3 separate regions of the Mus musculus genome follow, and regions 1 and 2 are each linked to region 3. Evidence: chromatin contacts called from public Hi-C data. All regions are on one chromosome and are shown on one strand. Each heading gives the region's core, a stretch centred on a gene start, on an enhancer-like site or on the middle of the called end of the contact. The rest is flanking DNA. Distances are from core to core; before and after follow the strand shown.

Region 1 (2,769 bases), core at 262-2,761, 170 kb after region 3:
TGCCTTGAAAATTAGAAGCCTGCCTTAGGGCTGGACATCATTAGGGTTTGCCAGAGCTTTGCTGTTCTATGAGTCATATTATTGTACTCGTTTGAATGTGTTTGTACATTATATATATATATATATATATATATATATATATATATATATATATATATATATATTATTCCTCTCTACCTCAAATTAGAGTCAAAATTTAAATCCATTGCTCTCCTATTCTATAACCTGTTTTCACTCTTGTGACTCTGCGTTTCTGAGTCCTGTCATCGTCAAATCTTCATAGCTTGATCTTTGATTTAGAGTTTCTGCTTCATCTTGTTGTCTAAATGTCATGTTAATAGCCAAGGGACTAATTCCAGTCTTTCTTGTGATTCTTCAGCTCATGATGTTTCTACTTTTATTAATGAGTTTACTATATAGTCAACTTGCCAGGAGCACAGGTATTAGAAGTAACATTTTCTCTTCTAATCACTTAAACTTTGCCAAGTTTATCTTTTCTTTTGGCAGATCCTTGAGGTGTTGTCTTTCTATAGTAAACAGAAACACAACACAATTCAGTTTTATGAAAGTTTCAATCTCAGCCCATTTAAAGGTATCCACTCCAAAACTGTGAGTCAAACACAAGCTTTTGGGTGGAAGATAGTGGTGTGTACACAGTCTGGGATACAGCGTGTGATTAGCTCAGGGCTCTCCTTTCCAAGTCTTTTTCTTTCCTTAGAGATGTGAAGGAGGATTGCCCAGGCTATTTTAGGTGCATATATGGAAGCTAGTACTGGCTCTTTTTCTTACAGGTTTGAGAATGCTTTTCTTATTGGCTCAGTGGTGAGAGGTTTGCCCTTGGGAGCAGATGGAAAACTTGAGCAGCACTTCCTTCCTGTCTCCACCCAGGCTGTCTTTCCCCCACCCCCTTCTCAGTCTTCTTTAAGACTTGACTGAAAACGAGAAGGGCAGATTTGGGGTGGGAGTTGAGAGCAGAAGAGCCATTGCCCTGGCTGCCTTGCTCTGGGTATTCTCATCTGTCCGTTATTTTAATCCTGATGTCACGACTCCATGTGCCCAAGTGCATTTATGAACCGATGTTGAGTGATGTAAAATTGAATCTTTCTGATGTTTATAAGACACTGTCAAGAGAACAACAATGCAGATAAATATCGGTGTGCACATCTATACTTATAGCATGTGTAGACAGAACCAGGAGGATTTAAATGTTGAGCCGTGCCTGGGCTATATAGTAAGAACCTGTTCCTAAAAAAAAAAAAAAAAAAAAAAAAAAAAAAGGAAAAAGTCAGTTACAAGTTGAAATCTATTCTGAGAACCCATAGAACTCAATAGTGAGAATACAATTTGGTATTCAAGAGGATGAAAAACACATCCCCCAAGAAGAGATTAATAGAAAACACTCAATATTTCACAATTGCCTTTAAACCCTTCACCCTCCCACACACACGGAGGTACAATCCCCAAACACTGACCCAAAACATCTTCAGGCAGTGAATTAGAGCAACAGAAACCTTTATTGACTCCTGGTGGCCATTCAGAATAGCACAGCTACATTGGAGGAGTCTAGCAGCTTCTTGCTAAACTAGATACAGTCTTAGCATAAAATCCAACAACTTGTTACTTGCTGTGTTTTAAATCAGTTGAAAGTCATGCCCTCCACACACTTGCACAAGTATGCACACATGCATATGTTTGAGGAGTTTGGTTCAGAAGTGGAAAACACTGAAGAGAGTACAGTAACCTTCAGCAAGTGAATGAATAGACAAATGATGATAGACATATTTTATTTAGAGATAAAGTGAACAGCTATTTTTATTGGGTAGGAAAAATACGGGGGAAGACTTAACAGCATATTACTAGATGAAATGAGACAATATGAAAAGGTTTTGCACACACACACAAACACACACACACAGAGCAATATGACATTGTGATAGAGGCAATACTAGGGTACAGTAAAGGTTAGGGCTTAGGCAGGATGCAAAAATCAATGAGATGGAACCTAGGACTTTTAGAGTAGTGAAACCATTTTGTGCAATGCTACAATGCTGATTGTCCATAATTATGAATTTGTCAAAGCCATAGAATGTGGAACAGCAAGTGTGAATGTATGGTAGTATGAACTCTGGACTTGGAGTGATGATAGCGTGTCCTACACCACTGTGAGGCAGGATGCTGGTAATGGGGGAGGCTGCCCACCAATGGTGACTGAACACATGGGAACTCTCTCAACTTTTCACTCACTACCTTCTTGCAAGTCTAAGTCTGACTTAAAAATTAAATATATTAAAACTTATCTGATATAAATAATACTATTATAGTTATCCAGACAGAGCAGACTCCATCATTTGGGACAGAATGATGTTATAGAACTCCACTCCTTGGACAGAGGTTGACTATAATAGCATAGGCGTTATTTGATTGATCCTCTACTTGCTGCAAATATTTTATTTACTTTTTTGTTTGTTGGAGATGGTGTCCCAGTGTGTAGACCGCACTGGCGTTTCACTCATAGAGAGCCATCATCCTCTGCCCTCTGAGTGCTGGAAATAGGAATGGCCACCACTACATACAGCTCTGACTGTGTTTCATTCTGAGGTGACTGGGCAGGAGCTCAGAAGGTGCAGAGAGCCCTTCCCTTCCCGGAAACCTGATCCTAGACAGAAAGCACACTGTACCTTCCATGTTACCAAGAACTGTACATTACATTTAACCGTTCTGAGTGATGCAATTCTACAATGACTGTTACACAGAAAAAAAAAAAAAAGG
Region 2 (2,959 bases), core at 299-2,798, 210 kb before region 3:
AAACATAACTACAAGGACCCTCTAATGAACGATCCAAACACAAAAGAACCAAAAACCTTCTCTGCCTTTTTGCTTACACAACACCTGAAGGCTCTTTTCTAGCTGTTCCTTGTACACACACGCCTGTAAAGCTAGCTTGTTTGCAGCTTTTGCAAAGGCCCGATCTTCCACTTCCTTTGCAACCTTCTGCAGTGTTGCAGCCAGCGACCCAATAAATGCCCTCTACATGAAAGGACCTGTAGGGATAAAAAATACTTTATGTTTTCCCCATTTATTGGTGTCATGATTTTACTCTTGCTTTGTGATAGGACTGTGCATTATAAGCTTCTAGAGGGCAGAGAAAATGGCTTGCTGCTTCCAAACACTAAGCGGGCACCATGCAAAATTTGATCCTTGCATGCCTTTTTTGATGCTCCAGATAATATTAGCACACTGGGGTGTTTTTGTGTTTCTAAGGACCAAAGTTGTCAGCCTCTCTGCGGCGGAGAATGTTCCTTCCTTCCTACTGTAAGCTCCCGTGGCGCCTAGGACAGGGCGGGATTTTTGCAGAAGCCCCCCCCCCCCCCACCCCCCAGACTTGCTTATTTTTATTACCAAGGAAGCCGACTGCGAAAATGGCAAACGCTTGCATAACCCTAGACCCTGCGAGGAAATGAGCATAGTGGAAGGGGATCAGAAGACAAGGCAACGATGGCCTGGCTGAGGCGGAGCATTGAGTATCCACCCCTGTGCCTGACACGCAGGGCTGGAGATGAGTGCAGGAGCCCCCGCAGTTCCCGGCTCGGCTGCCTGCTGTCCGCCCGCCCCGCGCCCCGGGAGCTGTCCAGACGGCCCCGCCCGCGCCTACCTGGCCGCTCCCCGTGCCGCGCGCCTCCCCCGCGTCCCGCCAGCCCGGCTCGCAGCAGCCCACAGCCCGGGCGGCCCGAAGGGTCGGGGGTCGGGGGCGGCGGGCGAGCATGGCTAGGCGGGCGGAATCCCTGGGGCCGGGCGCCTGCAGGGGGCGCGAGGAGCGCCCCGCCCCGCCGCCGGCCCTCTCCCTCCCGGCTCCCTGGATCCGCGCCGGGAGGAAATGATGTGTTGCTGCCTGGTTAATCACAGCTCCAGACACTCATTGGCCGAGCGCTCCGCAGCCACTTCCTCCTCCTCCTCCTCCCGCTCCTCCCGCTCCAGCTCCCGGTCGCCGCCGCCGCCGCCGCCGCCCCCAAGCGCTGGGGGAACTTTGCCGCCGCCGGCTCCCCGCCGCCCCCAGCCGAGCCCCGCGCCGCCGCAAGTTTCCTCCGCCCTCCTCCCCGCCCTCCGCCTCCCGCCCCGCGACAGCCGTCTCCCCGGCTCCAGCCCGGTGCCTGCCGCCAGCCTGCGCCCCGGCCCCGTGGCCGCCAGCCTCCCGCCCCGCGCCGCGCCGTGCCGCGCCGCGCTGCACTCCGCCGCCGCCGCCCGGGCCACCCGCCCGCGGCCCGCGGAGTTCCGGGCTCCACGCCGGCTGCAGCGCCCCGCCCCGCCCCGCGCCCTCCCGCGCCGCCTTGCAGCTCCCGGTCGCCTCGAGCTCTCCGCCTCCCCGGGTTCAGCACCCGACCGCCGCTGGACCAGAGGTGAGAGCAGGTCGCCGGCCACGCCGCCGGAGCTGGGGACCGAGGGAGGAGGGAGCTTAGCTGGAGGCGAGACCGGGATCGGAGGTGGAGGGTGGGCGTCTCGGTGCCTCCCCCTCGCTTTCATTCTTTCTCCGGCAAGCTGCGTGCCCTCTCGACGTGGGGGGAAGCCGCGGCGGAACGAAACCGACTTGCTTAGGGCCTTGGCTGCCGGTGGGATCCGGGGTGGACAGAGGCTTGGAGTAGGGGGTTCGGGTGTGCGTTGGATGAACTCCTGCAGGGTGTGCGCCTCGGACTTATAAATCGATCTGGCCTCACGGCCCCGGGCTCACCTTCTAAGCTGAGCTTGGCAGACTAAAGAGATTGGCCAGTCACCCCCACCCACAAAATATCCATCTCTTCCAAGAGGAATTTTCTGCTGGAGAGACAGCCAATAAACTCTGTTCAACTCCCTCCCTCCCTCTGTCCTTCCTAGCTGCAGTTTCAAAAAGCTTCAAAGCCAGGAATGTGGGATTCATCTTCCGATCCCCAGAAGGCAGATGTGGTTACAGATGTTGCATAGTACTTTGCCAAGTTTAAAACCCTTCCTTCGACACTAACCAAAACAGTGAGGCTAGAACCTTGGGCGCGCTGGGGAGAATTGTGGGCCTGTGGGTTCACTACGTGCATGGACTTCTGTCTGGTTCAGAGACTGGCTTGGCTCTGTCCAGTTTGTGCCAGTTACGTCTCCCACCCTTCCCTACCTCCCTCTTCCCCTGGAGATCTGAACGTACCTTGCACGGCAGAGGAGCTATGGAGGAAGGTACTTGGGCAAGAAAACACCCATTTTTGTTGCAGAAGAAAAGTGTGTTGGTTAAAAAGTTGCCATTAATTTGGTGTTTGGAGAGAGACGGACGGTAATGCATTGGATTTGCTCTCTTTATTGGCTTTTCTTCTTTGCGGTTTGTGCGATTGGTGTGAGATGATGGGAAACGTCTCTGGTCCCATACATGTTTAATGCGATTGCATATATATATATATACATACACATATATATGTTTTTTGTTTGCATAGATATATAATTTCTGAAAAAAATCCCTCAAATAGAAACATAACGCAGTGATTTTAAAGGATCCAGTTCTTGAGAGGCAGACTGCTCTGACAGCCCAAGGGAAGGCGGTGGCAAAAAATAGACACCACCTCCCTTTTCCCCAAAAAATTCTTCCTGGAAAGGTGGTGTTAAGAAACTTCAGAGATGGGCTCATCCAAGTGGCAGGCCTTAAATGGAAACACTATAGTATGTCCTGGCACTAGTCTCTGGAGGTGGGTTGCTGGCCGGGGGCCCAGGCTCGGGCAGGCGGCAGACACTAGACTTGTGCTGACCTCAGACAGTG
Region 3 (2,700 bases), core at 201-2,700:
AGTTGTGGGTGTCTGGAAGGGCTCAGATGTGTACCACATCTCCATTTTTTTTTTTTTGGGGGGGGTTTGGATCCAGGATGAAATGAGCATGAAGTCTTTTTATACTCTGGGATGTTTTGATTCATCCTCCTTGGTGGTACAAAAGTCCCCCAGGACTGCCACTCTCGTGCTTCAAAGTCCATCACGCATCCCGCCTCCAACAGAGCCATCATCCTTTGACAGCGAAGGCATCTTTACAGAGTTTTCTCAAGCTTCAGAAAGAACGTTTGCCGTTTAGTGCTGAGATAGGTGAAGAGGTATCTCTTACTCTAAAGAAATTAATTGATGTGACTCAAGCGCTTCGGAGGAGCCTTCTACCACCAGTGATAGCACAGGCTTTGTAGTCTTGGTTTTGTGTGTCATTCAAATGAAAACAATCCCATTCACTTTCCCTTTCAGGCTGCATGAGTAAATGGAGTTTATATTTGTTTCTATTTAATTGGTGATGGCTACTTTTATATCTTGGGGCCCGGATCTGGATGGGAAGCAGCCATTTGTTAGTAAGCTTTTGCAGGAGGATGCAAGTTTGGTGGTGGTGGTGGTGGTGGTGGTGGTGATGGTGAGCAATTCTCCTTTTTCTTTTCTTTAACTACCTCCCTCCTCCAGTTGCTAACTCTGTAACTGCAGAGATACCTTCTACGTGTCTGTGTCTGTGTCTGGTCCTTTACTTCCATTCCTCATTATAGATGGCTATGCCACCTGGCACAGTTGTCTCAGCTTTGTGCATCGTTTTTATAGGGCACATGAAGTCTTGAGATGAGGACAGGAATGAATGGAGTTTGTTTGGTAAAACAGAGCTGTGTGGTCTGAAGGCAATGGTGCTTGGGGTCCTTTTCAGGGAGTCACAGAGAGAGAGAGCACTTTCACAGACCCAAGAGCTGGGGTTGTCAGGGTGGGGCAGGTCTGGAGGAACAGCCTGTGGTGTTGTCATGGCTCAGGCTAGTTACATTTAGGGGACGAATAAATGAATGTGGAGAGATCTAGAAAGGTGGATCTTCTGTAGGAGACTGTAGAGAAAGCAGCTGCTGCCGTCCTACGTGTCTTTAAAGTCTCAGCTGGGCTTTGCTCTCCTTCACCCACTCCCCCACTCCCACCCCCACAAGGAAAAGCTAATCTCGGGGACCTGGCGCGGCCCGCTTCTCTTCGCCCACAAGAGGTGTCACCTCCCCGCCACCCCTCCGCCCTCGGTCTCCTGCCCCGCCCTCGGGAGGGTGGCTGGCAGCCGTACCCGTGGAGGCGCGGCAGGGGCGGGCCCGGTCCCTCGAGGCAGCCCGCGGGGCCAGTGGCAGGAGCGGCGCGCCGCCAGCCGCGGGGGGCGTGGGATGGGGGAGGCGGCGGAGGGGAGCGCCCGCTGTCACTAGAGCCAACCGCGCACTTCCGAAGGGTGTCGCGGCTGCGCTCCCCTCCCGCGCCCCGGGAACTTCAAAGCGGCCCGCGCTGCGGGCTGCGCTCTGGGACCCCGAAGCCTTGCACCGCCGCCGGGTGGCCATGACCCCAGCGCGCGGCTCCGCACTGAGCCTGGCCCTCCTGCTGGTGGCCCTGGCCGCCGACCTTGCGGCAGGTATAGTGGGTGTCTCTTTCCCAAGCTAGTGGGGGTGGCAGTGGGGGCGGTCTGCGGGTGATCAGAGGTGACGGAAGGTACTCTGGGCCAGGTGGCCGTCCGGGAAGCCTAATGGGGAAACATCAGTGGGCTGAGAGCGCGTAGGGCAGGGCGCAGCGTGGGCACCTGATGTCTGGCAGCCGTGGGTGTACAGGTGTTTGGGGGACGAAATCATCAAGGGAGGAAAGGAGACAGGGACGTGGGGCTTGGAGAGTGGGACTGAGGTGGGTGATTAATTTGAGGACAGTTTGCAGCAGAGGGAGTAGGGGAGCATTTGTAGGTGCTTGCTTGGCTGGGATCTGGGAGCCACTACTTCACACTGCAGAGACTTGGAGGGGTGCAGGTGCGCTCTGGGGGTGGCACTGTGTGGAGCCCGAGAGAGACGCACCAAGGGTGGGAGCATGGTGGGGGAGGAGTTGGCAACTTAGTCTGAGTTTTCGGAGGTGAAGTATATTCCAAAGGCCATTGGTGTCAATCTCGGGAGGCAGGAAAGGGGCTTACGTACGCGTAGCTCACAATGCATGTTGCTTTCGAGGTATGATTTTTTTTTTTTAAATTCAGTTTCCGGAAGTGGGGGTATGGCAAGCGTCCCAGCGTTTATAACAGGTCTGTGTTGCGATAGGCTAAATAGAGTCCTCGACCCGAGCTAGAATCCAAACGTTTCTTTTACGATGTTTACTAGAAACTGAGGCAAATGTATCTTTGCTTAAAAAAAAAAAGTCTGCTCTGGAACTATACTCTGTACATTGCCCTGGATTTCAGAGAACAGGGACAGGTTCCAACCTAATTCATTCTTTAAAAATTTCAACCAGACATTAAAGACATTTGTACATTAAAAAAACAAAACAAAACAAAAAAAAACCCCCAAAATCCCAAAACAACCTGGTGTTTTTCCATAAAGCAGTACTTTGTCCGAAGCTGATTTTGATGCTTTTTTTTTTTTTTTTTTTTTTTGCAGATGACAATCTGTTTGACATTAATAGCTATACTCAGGGTGGGTAGTTTCCTCGTGGCGACATGTGCAAGAGATTGTTTTGAGTCGTATGATTGCTGTCATGTAC

Evidence for each region. A called contact is a pair of places that touch in the nucleus more often than the background predicts.
Region 1: a contact with region 3 is called in a Hi-C map of Th1 cells, with 4 times the contacts expected there. The contact joins the enhancer-like site here to the promoter of Acvr1c in region 3. A contact is called at or near these places in 4 of 39 promoter capture datasets (the 3T3-L1 cell line, embryonic stem cells, hippocampal neurons and 1 more), 5 of 484 Hi-C or Micro-C datasets (Th1 cells, brown adipocytes, cerebral cortex and 1 more), 3 of 115 datasets of contacts at active chromatin or transcription factors (forebrain, neural progenitor cells and thymic regulatory T cells) and 2 of 9 other capture datasets (adipose tissue and pancreatic islet).
Region 2: a contact with region 3 is called in a Hi-C map of cardiomyocytes, with 2.2 times the contacts expected there. The contact joins the promoter of Acvr1 here to the promoter of Acvr1c in region 3. A contact is called at or near these places in 2 of 39 promoter capture datasets (hippocampal neurons and liver), 4 of 484 Hi-C or Micro-C datasets (cardiomyocytes, cerebral cortex, cortical neurons and 1 more) and 1 of 115 datasets of contacts at active chromatin or transcription factors (forebrain).

What each region holds. Positions count from the first base shown.
Region 1 is chr2:58,187,848-58,190,616 of GRCm38.p6, reverse strand. It overlaps a transcript of Cytip not described here. Among named protein-coding and RNA genes, the nearest start is that of Gm13546, 25 kb to the right of the region's middle. Within about 2 kb of position 1,511, at least 27 of the 459 cell types and tissues checked have an H3K27ac peak or open chromatin away from gene starts, as enhancers often do. A contact at or near this core is called in Th1 cells and thymic regulatory T cells, where this site is marked.
Region 2 is chr2:58,565,417-58,568,375 of GRCm38.p6, reverse strand. Acvr1 (activin A receptor, type 1) reads left to right here and starts at 1,548. Exons shown (of 12, transcript NM_007394.3): 1 at 1,548-1,589. It also overlaps a transcript of Upp2 not described here.
Region 3 is chr2:58,356,508-58,359,207 of GRCm38.p6, reverse strand. Acvr1c (activin A receptor, type IC) reads left to right here and starts at 1,450. Exons shown (of 9, transcript NM_001111030.1): 1 at 1,450-1,600. The coding sequence starts at 1,528.